Regions from separate parts of the Mus musculus genome. Here region 1 is linked to region 2. Evidence: chromatin contacts called from public promoter capture Hi-C data. All regions are on one chromosome and are shown on one strand. The core of a region is the stretch at or near the end of the contact, and the rest is flanking DNA. Distances in the headings are between cores, read along the strand shown.

Region 1 (3,269 bases), core at 569-3,068, 1.5 Mb before region 2:
TAATATCAAAAATTCAAATGACAGCATGGGCTGGCAAGAATGTGGAGAAAGAGGGCATTTCTCCATTGTTGGTGGGATTGCAAATTGCAACAACCACTCTGGAAATCAATCTGGTGTTTTCTCAAAAACTTGGAAATGGTTCTACCTAAAGATCCAGCTATTCCACTCCTGGACATATATCTAAAAGATGCTCCACCATACCACAAGGACACATGCTCCATTATGTTCATAACAGCCTTATTCATAATAGCCAGAAGCTGGAAACAATCCAGATGTCCCTTAATGGAAAAATGGATACAGAGAGTGTGGTTCATTTACACAATGGAATACTAATCAGCTATTAAAAACAAGACCATCAAGAATTTTTCAGGCAAGTGGATGGAACTAGAAAATATCATCCTGACTGAGGTAACCCAGACCCAAAAATATATGCATGGTATGTACTCACTACTAAGTGGATATTAGCCATAAAAAACAGGATACTCATGATACACCCACAGACCCAAAGAAGTTAAACAAGAAGACCCAAGTGAGGATGCTTGTATCCCACTTAGAAGGGAAACATAATAGTAAAGGGAGGCAAGGGGAGGGAGGAAAGTGGATGGGAGAGAGGAGCATGAGGGAAACAGGAGGACAGGATCAGGTGTGGCCAGAGACAAGAGTAAGGCCCAGAAGACCAGGATAATAAATGGAAATCTGCAGCTGCCAGAGATGGGGGGAGTGGATTTCTAGGCTGTCCCTGAGAACTGAGATAGGGGAGGCTCCCAGGAGTCAATGAGGGTAACCTAGTGGAGATGCCTATCAGTGGGGACATGGACCTGAAGACACTACCTCCTGTAGTCAGGAAGGACCCCAGTGGAGGGCTAAGGACACCAACCCACCCACAAAACTTTCAACCCAAAATGTGTCCTGTCTAAGAGAAATGCAGGGCCAAATGGAGCAGAGAATGAAGGAATGACCAACCAATAGCTGGTCCAACTTGAGACCCATCCCTTAGGCAAGCACCAATTCCTGACACTATTAATGATTCTCTGTTAAGCTTACAGACAGAAGCCTAGCATGACTGTCCTCTGAGAAGCTCCACCCAGCAGCTGACCAAAAAGATGCAGATAACCACTTCCAGGACCCTTATGGGATTGAAGGCCCTGAAGGGGATAGGAACCCTACTGAAAGACTAACTGTGTCAAAAATCCTGGACCCCTGGGAGCTCTCAGAGGCTGAGCCACCAAGCAAACACCATACCTGGGCTGGACCAAGGACCCCGGCACATATGTAGCAGAGGGCTGCTGCATACCTTGTCCTGTGTCAGTGGGAGAGGACAGGAGGAACTCCATGAAGGGAAGACCAGTAGGAGGGGCAGCAGCATTTGGGGTGTAAATAAATAAATAAATTTTTAAAAATTAACTGTAACTTACCCATTAAATCCCAGATGAAGTAGCTTGAAAAATAAAAACAAAATACCATGCTTTGCATTCTGTGTTGACTCTTCCTTCTTCTAGTGGCTGCCGCCTTAAGTAGGTTATCATGAATCTACCCCACAGTAGACAAGTTCCTGGAGCACCACTGCTCAGCCTCTATAGTGAATTCTTTCTTGTCTAAATATAGGGTTATATGACAGAGATTACACTAGAGAGAGAACAAAATCTTCAAACTTATGTATTAGACTCCCTGATTGGGTAGCCTACCATCTTTATCTGCATGAATCACTGCTCTAGGTTGGTCCTTCCCCATAGCTTTCATAAGTATCTGCAGCTCTAATTCCTCATACAAATTACCTTACCTCCCCTGATCCTCTGATCCAGTCCCTGATCCAGCTTCTAACACCTCCGTCCTAGAGATGTAAAAGCCATCTTCATCCCACCCTTTTCTAGCTACAATAGGAGGTGCTGTGGATTGGCAGCTCATGGCTTCCTATCCCAACTGGCTAGTCTCTCAATGAGAGGCCTTTTACATCCTGAGTTCTCTCTTCCCTTTTCTTTTTTTTTTTTTTTTCTGAGGGTGGAGAGTGGTCACATAGCTAGGCTCAATTCCTCAATTCTCACAAACCACTACCAATGTGGCTACAAGTACCTACATTCCTCAGTATTAAAAAAATAAATGCTAAAGAAACACTAAATTCCTTCACCTGCGGGATACAAAGAGCAGCTGTGAGCAGAGATGCTGGTGCTCACCAGATTGCAATCACTGCCACAGGAAAGTTGTGCATGCAGTATCATGGGACCAAAGCTCAGTGCCATGAACTACAACCCTCGAAAGCTTAAATATGCCTACCTCACAGGTGTAACCATGTTCACAGATGTAACCGGCTTCATCATGTAGAAGCACACTGCTCAAATACCTCTTGGGACAGAAAAGAATTTATGCAAGTTCTCACTCCCACCCAACTGGGGCCTCAGCCTTGTGAAAAAGCACCATGAACCTGGTCTTGGCATTTTTCTAAATACGTTTCCATTTTGAAATGATTTTTTAAAAAGCAGGAAGTAGCACTTTCACTTCTGCAGTGGGATTCCCTCCATGTCTCCCTAAAGACATAACATCACTGTGTTCCCTTTAAACGTCTCAGATTGGGCCAGTTTCTTACACAGATAACACATCGCTCCTGGCTAGGATCCACGAAATTTCATGTCGCCCACCTCACTTTTATTACTTAATAATTATCTTGGCAGACACCGATTCAACAGTCCTTGGAATGCTGGTGGGAAAGATCCATCACACTTAGTATTTCTCAAGAGGAAATTTGTCTAGTGGTTAAACTCAAGAATGACTCATAGAGATGCCAATTCAAACCCAGGCTGTGATTCACTCTGTGACCCTTGCCCTACGCTCTCCACCCTGGGTTTCTCAATATGTTGAGCTGCACATCTCCATTTGCTACCATAAATAATGAGCTATACTTAGAGATTATTTGCAAACTGACTAACATTGGGAGACCTAATATGTCCAAGGTAATGTGTCACCAACGTGAAAGCATAAGTCGATATTCATAAGAAGTCATTTTCTCAAGGTTAATCATGGACTGAAGAAAGAATGTGATCAAAGCCTTTGAGGACCAAGTCCTTCCAGTCATCTTTGCTCCTGACTTTCAGAGATGCATACACTGAAGCCCAGCCAGCTAAGCTTCCTACACAAAGCTTTGCTGTGCCCAAGTCTACACTACATGCTAGAAATGGAATACAGGCTACTCACAGGAACCACAGGTATAGTTTTCAATTTTCTAGTAAGGACAGGTTTTTTTTTTTTCATAGATTAAGATTAATTTCAGTAATACA
Region 2 (2,974 bases), core at 240-2,739:
GGACTAGATGTAGAATGTTTTGACAATTGATATTAAACCAGTTGTATATAGATGATAAAATTTAACTGTTTTCCCAAAAAACAAAAAACAAAGCAAAACACAAACAAACCATCTTGGAATAGTAAGTGGTTAAAGGTTGACAGTGATTTTGAGATAGATTATGTGGGCTCCGCCCATCTTCCATGTTCTCCAGAACAAGGTTTACACCTCAGGTTATAACGTGGTGATCCTTACTAGATTATTCTAAAAGATTTTAAAGAATTTAACACGTGACTACTAAATCCGAAGTATTCCCGTGATGAAGTCTAGATGTGGAATGGGTTTGGGGATTAGATTAAGTGAGGTAATCTACTTTAAAGAGACTGATAACCTGCTACCAAATAGGTATTTGTGTCTTTCCTAAAACTATATCCAGTGCTATATAATATTTTGTTATATAGCCTACCTCTCATTTCTTAAATTTCTTTTTGATTATGATTAAAGTTACTAGAATAGACATCACTTTTGGAAGATTAAAAATTCACTAATGGCTTTTAATAGTACCACATCCAGGCTTTTCTTTCCTATCAAATTTTCTTCTGACCTTTTATGATAGATCATTGATTGAACAATTTTTTAGTGTATGTACATTTTTGTCGTGGGCTTAAACTCACCATTTTGGTAGAAAATACCTAATAATGGAGTTTGAGGAAGTAAATGCAAGCAAAATGTGAGTGGCCATGGCCAGAGATTGGATTCAGGTTGGCACACCAAGTTGTGGAAGCAGTTGCAAGAACTATTATAGCCACAAAACAAAGACCATACATCAAATACATATACCACCTACGCTGATGAGGGCATTATGTACACAGCCTAGATAAAATTGGCTACATCTTGCCTGGCTTTCAGATGTTACAACATTATTTACTTTAAAATCGGTAAAGGGGGCAGGTGTTTGAGAGATGGTTCAGCAGTTATAAGAATGTACTGTTCTTTCAGAGGGCCTGAGTAGGTGGCTCTCAAGGGTGTGGTTTCCAGTTCCAGGGTTTGTGATGCCTGTGGCCTCTGCTGGAACCTGAGTGCTCATGCATATATCCACATACATGTAGTTAAATAAAATTTTAAGCAAAGCTTACAAGTTTCACCCAACCTCATGAGGTTAGACCAAAACCAGATTGAAGTTAATATTAAAAGAGCTACGCTTGAGGCAGTTTTGGCTTCCCATCTACAATAGTTTCTCCACAGCACGATGTTCTAGTCAGCCAAGGTTATCTTTAATAACACATAAGGCTCCTGATAGCCTCCACGGGCTCAGTTTTTGCTCAACTCCAAGTGGTAGATTGCTGATTCCAAAACACAGAAGCACACATACAGCCTACTTAATATCTAACGCTTAAGGGGAAGCAAGATTTCAGAAAAAGGGTGGCTGTTCAACAAGCCCTAGCTCCCAGGTCCTTGTGGTGACGCACAGAGGCAGGGAGGGACCCGGAGGATGTGTAGTGTGGGAGGGTTTGGGCTAACGGGGTGAGTCATTCCGGGCCACCTCGGCCTGGAGCCCTGCCCAACCGACCAGCCCGGGTCGTACCAGCGGGGCGGAGGCGGAGGCCGAGCGGCTGGGGAGCCCGTGCGCCCCGCGGTGTCGCGCGGAGCCTGCGACCATGGCTGGAAGCGAGCCCCGCGGAGCCGGCTCCCCGCCGCCCGCCAGCGACTGGGGCCGCCTGGAGGCAGCCATCCTGAGCGGCTGGAGGACCTTCTGGTATTCGGTGGCCAAGGAGCGGGCGACGCCGACGGCCTCCCGGAAGGAGGCGGCGGAGGAGACGAGCGCGCTGACGCGGCTGCCGGTGAGCCGAGGCCGCAGGCCGCGCACAGAGACCGCCGCAGGCCGGGGGCCTGGGCCGGCAGGGCAGCCACTTCCGGGTGTGTGCTCGCCTGGAAGTGAAGTGGCCAGGATTGCCTTGATGGTAACTCTTGGTATCCCCCTGCCAACCAAGGTCGCACTACAACACTCACTAATGACCAGCGAGATCACCCACAGGTTGTCAGTCATCCTATTTGGATGTCTGGAAATCTGATGAAGGAAGTGGGTTAGCTTGGAAGGCATTCCAGTGTCTTTCTTCTGCACATTTTAATCCCTAGTCAATGTATTCCAGTTAGGGGGGGGGGGGGGTCGCCTAGAGCAAGCAACTCTGACATATCCAAAGCAACAAAACTGCCACATAATTGAAACCAGTAAAGTTACAAGTACCTCAAGTTAGGTCAGGCTGCAAAGAGGATGCATGCAATTTAAAGTTTCAGAGAAAGATAAAATAAATAAATAAATAAATAAATAAATAAATAAATAAATAGATTATACATTGTTGATGACAATTCCTTTATCTCAGTTGGGTTATTAGTACATCCCACTGACATTCACTCTAAATGAAAGCCACAGGCTTAGGTTACCTCCAAGCTTCTCTCAGGTGTCCTCGGAACCTGATTAATACTCTATAGAGAGAAATTCAAATGACAGGTTCACATGCTTTCATTTGATCTAGTGATAAAATCAGAAAAACCGCCACTTTGTTTTTTTAGATTTATTTATTTATTTATTTTATGTATATGTGAGTACACTGTCACTGACACACCAGAAGAGGGCACTGGATCCAAATTACAGATGGTTGTGAGCCACCATGTGGTTGCTGGGAATAGAACTCAGGACCTCTGGAAGAGCAGCCAGTGCTCTTAACCTCTGAGCCATCTCTCCAGCTTGAAAAAAATCTCCACTTGACACTCATTTATTTTTGAAGAACAAATTAGTAACTGGTACATCAACATACTCATGGAAAGAAATGAAAGGAACTGGTTACTTTGCTTGAAAAATAGAAAGGCAGAGCTTGAGTTTGCAACATTTCAGGTGTGTTAGGGATGAAAATGTTTAGTTTTGAATTTTCTATTGGTGGAGGGATGTTAAGATAGACTTATGTATTTTAAAGAACCAGTCATTCAGGCGACCTTC

Evidence for each region. Promoter capture Hi-C pulls out the DNA fragments that hold promoters and counts their contacts.
Region 1: a contact with region 2 is called in a promoter capture Hi-C map of pre-B cells, with 4 times the contacts expected there. The contact joins the promoter of 5430437J10Rik here to the promoter of Fbxo4 in region 2.

Annotation. Positions count from the first base shown.
Region 1 is chr15:5,494,867-5,498,135 of GRCm38.p6, reverse strand. 5430437J10Rik (RIKEN cDNA 5430437J10 gene) reads right to left here and starts at 1,818. Exons shown (of 5, transcript NR_045274.2): 1 at 1,781-1,818.
Region 2 is chr15:3,978,088-3,981,061 of GRCm38.p6, reverse strand. It overlaps Fbxo4 (F-box protein 4), which reads left to right and starts at 1,489. Exons shown (of 7, transcript NM_134099.2): 1 at 1,489-1,820. The coding sequence starts at 1,638.